Linked DNA regions of Mus musculus: region 1 is linked to region 2. A link is a contact called in public HiChIP or PLAC-seq data. All regions are on one chromosome and are shown on one strand. The core of a region is the stretch at or near the end of the contact, and the rest is flanking DNA. Distances in the headings are between cores, read along the strand shown. Region 1 overlaps Rnf144b (ring finger protein 144B). Region 2 has its middle 4.3 kb from the start of Gm40935.

What was found. HiChIP or PLAC-seq counts read pairs in DNA pulled down with a chosen protein or histone mark.
Region 1: an H3K27ac HiChIP or PLAC-seq map of oligodendrocyte precursor cells shows a contact between it and region 2, with 5 times the contacts expected there. The contact joins two enhancer-like sites. A contact is called at or near these places in 4 of 39 promoter capture datasets (frontonasal cranial neural crest, liver, maxillary cranial neural crest and 1 more), 5 of 484 Hi-C or Micro-C datasets (bone marrow-derived macrophages, brown adipocytes, cerebral cortex and 2 more), 2 of 115 datasets of contacts at active chromatin or transcription factors (cardiomyocytes and oligodendrocyte precursor cells) and 1 of 9 other capture datasets (embryonic stem cells).

Annotation. Positions count from the first base shown.
Region 1 is chr13:47,243,213-47,247,961 of GRCm38.p6, reverse strand. It overlaps Rnf144b (ring finger protein 144B), which reads right to left. Exons shown (of 8, transcript NM_001170643.1): 8 at 1-3,601. The coding sequence ends at 3,461. Among named protein-coding and RNA genes, the nearest start is that of Gm52039, 8.0 kb to the right of the region's middle. Within about 2 kb of position 2,926, at least 61 of the 459 cell types and tissues checked have an H3K27ac peak or open chromatin away from gene starts, as enhancers often do. A contact at or near this core is called in oligodendrocyte precursor cells, where this site is marked.
Region 2 is chr13:47,134,070-47,138,784 of GRCm38.p6, reverse strand. It overlaps a transcript of Rnf144b not described here. Among named protein-coding and RNA genes, the nearest start is that of Gm40935, 4.3 kb to the right of the region's middle. Within about 2 kb of position 2,839, at least 11 of the 459 cell types and tissues checked have an H3K27ac peak or open chromatin away from gene starts, as enhancers often do. A contact at or near this core is called in oligodendrocyte precursor cells, where this site is marked.

The sequences.
Region 1 (4,749 bases), core at 1,677-4,176, 110 kb before region 2:
GAGACTAAAACAGTTAATTTTCTTCCCAAAGACTTGGAAATCTATATAATGCGACAGTAAATTTAAGTAAGCACACAACAAAACTTCCTGGATCGTGAACCAACAGGAGGTGTGATAGCCTGTAGATATCAATTCAGACAGCTTTACAAAGTGCCATTCCTCTAAGGCATTCCTGTGGTCTCACAGCCAGATGTTCACATCCACAAAGGCATCTCTTCACCGACAGAGAGATAGGTTGTTCAGGAGCAGTGGGCGCAGGAGGCGAAAGCAGCACACACTTAGTTATTGAGTCATTTCAAAGAGGAAATTTGGCGTTCCAAGAAACAGTTTTGTACATCCAAAAAAAAAAAAAAATCAATGAGAATTTTCCACTTGGACGGGGAAGATTATTTTGTGCTGCAGACAACAAGAAAATCCAAGCCGACTTATTTGCTTTCCAAAGGCCACTTTCAAAGTACAGATTTCAAGTCCAGAACAAATACCCACACTGTGAACAAACAGGGTGGCTAAGACGCTATCTAACATTTGCTTTCATAATGGCTTTCTTCCTCTCTTCTCTAACTTGTTCTAAGAGGAGAACCCCAGCGGCAGGCTCTGGAAGCTGTACCTTTGCATCCAGTGAGATTTCTGGAAGGTGGGTTGTTACACCCAGGTGTGAACCTGGTGGGCTTTGTCACAGCCAAACGCTTGCTATAGGAACCCTTCCTGAAGCAGGAGGAGGAAGCTGAGGGACAGGTAAGTAAAGCCGTCAGGGGCTAATTACCCAAAACGAGGACACCAGGACACCGGCCTTTCCCGGCACAGTTGCCACCTTGTATCTTTGTAAACAAAGTCAGTTGGGCTGGTATTGCGCCCTGCGATGAGCCAGAGCTACAGACACTTGGGTTCCATCTACCAAAGTAGATTCTGACACACTCTCTCACACACATTTTGCTATATGATGAAAAAGACACCATTATTCAGGCACTTTGCAACATTAAAAAAAAAATCCAGTTATGTAAAATCAGTTTGACAAACAACCCCCCCCCCCACCCGCCGCCCCAAGCTGAAAAATAAATTCAAAACAAATGCTTTTATAAAAAATCTCTGAGAAGGCGATTTCCCTCAGTTTCGCCGGGGAAATCGCCCAGGCATTTGCCTCCGTCTTTACTCTAAATCCACTCACAGCAGCTTCTACTTCGGAGATAACAGCATTTCAGGTTACATGAAATCGGCCCCACTTAGAACCAGGCAGGCCTGGAAAATTTACTGAGGGTGGTGCTTGGTGTCACTGTTGACATCCGTGCAGAGAAATCCAATTTCAGTTGAGCTCCTGTAATCCCCTGAGCTGTGACAAATGCCCCTCGCCTCAAGGGAGGAAGGTGACTATGTGTGCAGGTCCGCCACTCAGATGTCATTTATATTCAGACTAATATGAAATACCCTTTCAAAAGAGAGGTTTGTTTTTCCTGCTGTAACTGAAGACATTCACCAGAAGACGGAGCCACTTTATATGGAAGATTTTCTAATAAATGATTGAAAGGATTTGGGCTGGTTGCCATTCAGAAGTTTTCTAGAGTTCTATGTTTTATACAAACTGTGACTAAAAAAAGCACGTGGCCAGGGAATGTTCTGTACAGACATCAGATGCTAATGTACACATGTGATCCCCTGAATATATACATGCCCACTTAGGATACATTCCACCGCACATGTGATCCCCTGAATACATACATGCCCACTTAGGATACATTCCACCGCACATGTGATCCCTTGCATATAGACATCTCCACTTAGGGATACATTGCACTGCAGAGGCAAGGCTGATGATAACAGGTCTTTGATAACAGATCTAAAATAGCAGCAGTTTAACAATCTAGTCACCTAGTTACCGGGGGAAACAGAACAGGCCCTGAATACTCTCCCCGGCTTCCAGGAGAGGTCTCTGTTAACGTGGAACACACACAGTTCTTATGAAGCACCGGGCTGCTTTGCTAATGGCAACTGTATACTGCTAGAGGAAAAATATGCTCATCTTTTCAAAACCTATTTGCTGATTAATTGTATAACAGGCAGGATGTATCACACTGAGGTGACACAAATCCCAGCAACTGAAGACACCTGAACTGTTTCCATCCGATTGCTTGTTGTCACACGAAATTCTTGAGAGCACAGAAAGTACTCAGATTGTCTGGACAGCTCCTGGGAGACCAAGACTAAATTAGGCTGAGTGAAGAGCTGCTCTACATTGTGTCTGAAAGTATGTAAATAACCTGAATATCACTTTACAGAGGCATAAAACCGCACTAGGGGTTGTTGTAAAAGACTTTTGAGTCTACCCTCTTGAGTAAGTTAGGAACTTTATAACAAAAATTCACATGTGTACTAAGTAAATAAAACCAACCCCCCCCAAAAAAAAACCCCTCTTATGCTGATAAATATATCATTTTAGTCCTAGAAAGGGAAAAGGTCTTTTAAAATAATCTTATTTTGTGTTATCCATTAAATATCTACACATGTGCCCAGCTGGAGTCACATGGGCTCTATATGTGTGAATGGACTACAGTGTCTACTGTTGATGCACACTGTCTGGTCCAACTCCTGATCTGTTGGGAATATGACCACAGAGCCCAAGAAAGGACCCTGCTGTCTACAAGGAAAGCTTTGGAGCTTTCCCCTTTCATCCCGTAGAAAACGCTTTTTAGAGACCACAGCTGCTGGCTGACTGTGAGCGGTGAACACTGGTTCACCTTAGAAGAATAACATCTGCCAAACAACAGACACTGAATGAGGCCATGTTGCCTTACAAGTTACAACCTCTTCCTGGGAAGGGACAACTCCCTCTGAACGGCAGTTTCTCCTGCCTGGAGATGAGATCACACGGGGAGAGAGCTGCTATGTTTCTGCCAAGTCACTGTGGAAACGCTAAGAAGTGCACACGCGGTAGCCAGCATAGGCATGCCAGTCAGTGTGTCAGCTCCTGAGATAAGCAGCGGCTCCACTGCTCACAGAACGTGTTATTATGCAGTATCATCCTTCCCTCCGGCTCTGGGCCTCTGCCATGTGTCTTGTGGCAGTGGAACCAACACAGACGTTTGCTCAGTTTGCAATGCTGCCAAGTGCGGCAATACCGCCATGACTACAGTGAGTATTCACCCAGGCTCCTTGGTTTGGATGGAAGATGAGCAGCCTGGTGGGATCCTTTGGAGGGTAAGATGGTGATGTTTTAGAGTCTCCCAGGCTAAAGCAAAGTTCCCAACCTGCTCCACAGACACAGTCCGGACTGTGGGGCTGCTTCTTGATACACAGGCACACTCATGCCCCGGTGCGTGGCCTTTTCCAACACCGAATGCTTTCAGGTAGGTTCAAAGTCTGGGCAGAGGCACTTCCAAAGTTTGGCAAGGAGAAGGAGGCAAGGCTGCTAAGTGGGGCTTTTACCAATGTGCTGTCTCATGTGACCCGGATGTCTGCGCAGGTGACTTTAGGTTGTGGATGGATCATGCTTTTTCTTCTTGCCGCGACAGGACTTGCAGACACAGCAGATTATACAGGGAGAGGCCAGGAGCAGCAAGGGTGAGGTCACCAAGGCAATGACACCTAATCCCACAAGGATCCCCACTACCTGGAAATTGAAGAGAAAACCCTATGTCAGCAGGTATGTCATCTGAGATGTATACATTCCCCCAAGTGTAACAACAGCCTCTACAGTCTGGATGCTGTGCCCACCCTGCCATGCCTGTCGAAACCCTAATACTCAGTGCGATGGCACTTGGAGTGGGGAGCCCTGGGTGACACTGTGAGACCCTGGTGACACTTGGGAGCCCAAGAGCTTGCCTCCATTCTTAGCTTTCTAGCATGGGAGAACACGGTGAGAAAGCTGTCATCTATGAACTGGGAAGAATGCTGTGAGTGTAACCTTCACGGCCAACTGTTCTGGATTCAGAGTCATCTAAGAGGCACACCTCTGCGTGGAGGGGGACATTTCCAGGCAGGGCTAACTGGGGAGGGAAGACTCGTGATGATGTTCCATAAGCTGGGCATTGGACTGACTGAATAACAAAATTTTAAAAAGAAGAAAGGCAGACCAATGCTATCCTATCCTCTCTCCCTGACTCCTGTTCTGCTGAGACATGAGGAGTCCCGACCTCAAGTTCCTACCACCATGAACTCTGCCATGCCCTCGCGGTCAGGACAGACTGTATCCCTTCAAACCATGAGCCAAATTATGCCCCTGCTTCTCTAAGTCCTGAGACAAGCAACCAACACAAGGACCCATTCGCAGACCCTGCCCACGCTGATACCTGGTCCTCAGACTGCCAGCAGCCAGGACAAGGATGAATCATCTCAGCTGTTTCAGTCACCCAGGCTATGATAATCTGTTAGGTGAATGGCTAGGATACTGTCTCAGGCAATTTTAGCAATGACATCGCTGGACACAAACTACAAAGGACTACATCGAGGGTGAGAGCAAACCAAATGTTAACACAAGCTGAACCATAAACTCTAAACTCTGAGCTGTGGCTGTTGGCTCGTTCTCTATTGGGGCTTCCTCAACAGTCTCACAGGGGCATTAATAATGATCATCGTTAGGATGTGAGCATTGGTTTCTTCAAAGGAAGCGTAGCCTTTGATAAACACAAAACACTATTAAAAAACAAACCACGATTCTCTTTGAACCTGCCACATAAACACACAATGGCATGTACTGAGGGATCTGAGGCCCTGCAGGAGCCCACAGCATTGGAGACTCTGCTTTGATGCTTAATATGC
Region 2 (4,715 bases), core at 1,590-4,089:
AGCATGTAGGCAGAGAAGGAGCTGAGGGTTCGATCTCTGGATCTGCAGAGAAACACTAGGCCTGGATTGAGGTTTTTGAAATCCCAAAACCCACTCCAGTGACACACTTCCTCCAACAAGGCCACATCTTCTAATCCTTCTCAAGTAGTGCCACTCCCTAATGACCATGCATTCAAATATATGAGCCTACAGGGTCTTTCTTATTCATATCACCACACTGTAGCCTTGGCATATGAAGTTAGGCTAAATTCAGGAGGATTCTACAGTGGTTGCATTTGCAATTCTAAATTGAGATTTCTTTTCCCTTAAAATATAGGACAACAAAAACACTTGCAACATTCAAATATAGGAGCGTTCATTTCAAAACACTTTACAAAAGGAGTGAGTCTTAGTGATAAGAGTTTTTGTTTTGCTTTATTTTAATTATGTTTAAGAGTCACCAAAGCAGGGGCTGGAGAGATGGCTCAGCAGTTAAGAGCACTGACTGTTCTTCTGAAGGTCCTGAGTTCAAATCCCAGCAACCACATGGTGGCTCACAACCATCCAAAATGACGTCTGACTCCCTCTTCTGGTGTGTCTGAGGACAGCTACAGTGTACTTACATATAACAATAAGTAAATCTTTAAAAAAAAAAAAAAGGAAAAAAAGTTACCAAAGCAGAAACTCTCCCTTTGTTCAACGCACTGTGGTATACACTTTGCCCAAGGCTTGATCCAAGATTCTTATACCAACAGATGGGAGGACTCTCACTAATTAAAGCAAACGATTTCTCCTCACTCTGGATCTGTCTATTCCTAACTAACTGTTGGGGTTTGAATGTGAAGTGGTCCCCATAGGTTGATATATTTGAACATTTGGTGGCCAGAGGGTAGCGTTGTTTCTGGAAGGTTGTGGAGTCTTTAGAAGATGAAACCTCTCTGGAAGAAGTGAGTCTCCACAGGAGAGCCTTGCAGTTGGCTCCATTTCCTGGCTGTTCTCTGCCTCCTGACTGTGGATACAGTGTGATCTTACCTCAGGCTCCTGCCTCCATGCTCCCCCTCCATGATAGACTGTATCCACTCAAATCCTGAGCCAAACTTACCCCTCCTGAAATGCTTCTAGTCAGGTATTTGCTCATAGCCACGAGAAAAGTAGCTAGCATGCTATGTTTGGATGCACAAATTCCAAATTTACTTCTCTCTTCTCATACCGGTCTCTTCTGTTATGGCTTCATATAATGTTAAATTCTATGAGGCAAAAACATAGCATTATCTGTTTTTCTTACAAAAAAGAACACAGAGCATCTTACCCCAACAAGGTCATTCTTACTTATCGCTTGAGATAGGACAGCTCAAATATTCCTAATAATGTGGGCTTAATAGGAAACATTGTTTGTGTGTTTTCTACAACATGGGGAAATAGTGTATTTTCCTCTTTGACAATGGACAATGTGAAATTGGAAACACGGTCCCCTTGAGAAGGGCATCCAGGCTGTGCCTGCAGCTCAGTGGTTAGGGTGCTGGCCTAGTGTGGAGGAGGGTCTGAGTTTCATCCTCAGCTCTACGCAGTAAAAAACAAGTGAATAAATATAAACGCAACAAGTTTCTCCTTACCTTCTAATAAAAGGAAGAATTTATAGCAAGTCACTTAGGCCCAAAATACTTTATTTAAATAATAAGCAATTATTCTGCTAGGAAAGATAGATTTGATGTCAGATAAATAAGTAAAGTGCCCTGATTAGTTAGTAGTCAACTGAGGTAGACACTGGAAGGCACATTGGGTAACTAAGTTCCTTTCTCCTCCACAAATGGTACTTGTCCCTTCCTACCGCTTAAAGTAAGGAAAAAATATTCTTGCTTTTCAGTTGCCCACTTTAAAAGGCCACATGAAGAGGTAAGCCTTTATATTTGCATATGCCTTAAGGTTTATCGACTCTGTCGCAAAGATCTGATTTTAAAAGTCATTAGACACATTCAAGGGCAGAAGATGATGCAAAGCCATAAATTATATATACTGTTTGTTATTTCAGAAACTGTGAACATAACTTAGTGGGTCTTTAGAAATTCTTCTCCTGCTTGTCTACGCCTTTTTTCCACAAACACTGAACAGGCCAGCACTGGACCCAGAGACCCTCCTAACTGCAAGCTGTTTGCAGCTAACTCAGATCATTATAACTGAAAGGGCCTCTTACAGGATCTAAACCCGAAGCACAGTGTAGGGCATTGTCCATTCATCCACATTATAGAAAAACACAAGTTTGTTTTGAAAATAAAGGTCTGCCTAAAACCCCAAGCCATTAAGTCAAAAACAAAATTATAGCCTGATAGTGGTAAAAGAGGAGTTTGGAAAGAACTGGGGAAACGAGACCATTTAGGCTTACATTTTCCAACTACCTATGTTAGCCAAGGTAGCCTTAAATTAGAGGCATTTTTCTTCCTTCCAGGAAAACTGTCTCGTTCATACAATTAGAGGGTTAGCCTAGAGAAGTGAATCCTAACCAGAAGAGTATGTCAGATTACCTAAGGGACTTTACCAAACGTGCATGCCTATCCATTCGGCAGACTTACTAAGCCAGAAGGCTTCAGGAAGGAGTTTGAACATATTCCACAGAGGGGTTCTGAAGCCTCTAAAAATCATTTTAATCTCTGAGTGTCCACGTTAATAGATGAACCCAAGGAGGAAAAGAATCTGTAGCATTAAATACACAAGGCTCTGAAGCCAATAATAATTTATTGATTGTGTGGCGGTCTTGTGGTAAGACAGAATCACATGTGGTCTCCATCTTGCCTTACAGCTGCTGGGAAAGCTTCAATAGATTTGTAGTTCACAAATAGTCCTGTGTAGAAAGGAGAACGGGCTCTGGCCGGTTTCCATTAATGCTCCTTCATAGCTTTCCTGGCAGCGTTTCTCTGTGTATGAGTTGCCTCTTACACTTGCAGTCAAGGTTCCCCCGGCTCACATAGAATCCATTAAAGCTCGGCTGGTAACAGATCAGGACAGCTCAGGGTTCTACCATGTCTTTCTGTGAAAATGTCGATTTTTAGAAACTCTGAGTCCAGCATGAAAAGCACATGGCTTAGTCTAGTTCAGTGGTTCTCAATCTTCCTGATGCTGTGACACTTCGATCTAACTTCTCATGTTGTAGGGACCCTCCAACCATAAAATGGTTTTGTTGCTACTGCATAACTGTGGTTTTGCTACTGTTATGAATCATAATGTAAACTGATACACAGGATATGTGACCCCAAATGTATCGCGACCCCCAGGTTGGGAGCCACTGGTCTAGCTTATTGACTTGTTGGTCTTTCCTATGTCTATTTGTTTATGTAATTTTAATTACGTTCATTTTTAGGTGGTAATTAATTTTGGTAAATATGCATTTTAAACTTCTAAACTATAAATTAAGGTTAGAAATAAAAGTATTAAACTGAATTACAGAACAAAAGGCTATCGTTTTTATACTCACTAAGCCAATGGGCTAAAACACCAACTGACCGAAGCTAAAGCTATGATTAGATCACTGACTCATGGTAATTAACAAGCCAGGAACATGTAAGGATAAGGTATAAGAAAACTTGGAACTAAACTTATCTGTCAGCACTATCTTCTAGCTGCATAATTCCAGTAGGCTATTTTTAAAAAGTATTTATGTTGAGAAGATATATGAGATTCACAGCCAGTGGGACTCAGTAACTTAAATATGTAAGTTTGCTCCGTGATGACTCATTTCACTTGTCAACTTGGCTATGAGGAGGGTGCCTCCATAGGATCTGAAGTGAGAAGGAAAGGCCCCCGGGGATGGGGGTGACGTCACCTCATGAGTAGGGATGCTGAAACTCAACAGAAGGCAAGAAAGGAGAGCCAGCCCAGCATTACTCTTTCTGGTCCACCTAGAAGTGAGCAAGCAGCCTTCCACCCACCGCCACGGACAGGAGCTGTCCCTCGAACCATGCCGCAGCATCAAATGTTTTCTCCTTTACGCTGTTTCTTGTGAGGCCTTTGGGCAAAGAAAGGAGGAAGGCGACTAATATAACCTCTGATGTTAATCTAGAGATTCAATATAGTCTGGATAAAAACAACAGGTCACGAGATCAAGTCAAAGACTTTTAGGGGGTACGCCCAGCTGAGCTGATGTGAGGAGCCTACCTGGATCCATCCCAAACCAGTCTCTACTACTACAGCTAAGTCCTGAACAGAATAAAGGAACCACTTCTCATCAAAGGCTGGGCCAGAAGCTCGGAAGGGGAATCCCCAGAGGGAGAGAAGAACTTCAAAGAAAACTCGCAAAGTTGATTAGGAACTAAAGTCCAAAGGGATGCCTAGTGATAGGATGTTGACTTGGGGCATAGGGCTTATCTGCCAAACGGATGTAGAATTAATCCCTATGTAAAAATTGGGAGGTAAAAGTAAACTAATAATAATAAAAACAGTAAAAAAATAAAATCAGGAAGGGGGAGAGGATTAAAGAATCCTTCTTTGTCTGTTAAGAGAAATTGGACAAAGCATCCCGCTCAGCCTGGGCTAGAACTGCTGCTAAGAAAATGGGGACAGAAGGCTGTGCAGTGTGTAAGAAAGTCTTCGAAGGTACTCTCAACTCTAAGGCTGGAAACTAAGGAAGCAGGGAGGCCTTGACAAATATAACAGAACTCGGAACAGTGTCATAAAAACACACCCTCCACTCCCCGACGCAGGGTGCAGGAGCTCCTTGTGAGAAGAGAGAATTAACGCATAAGACA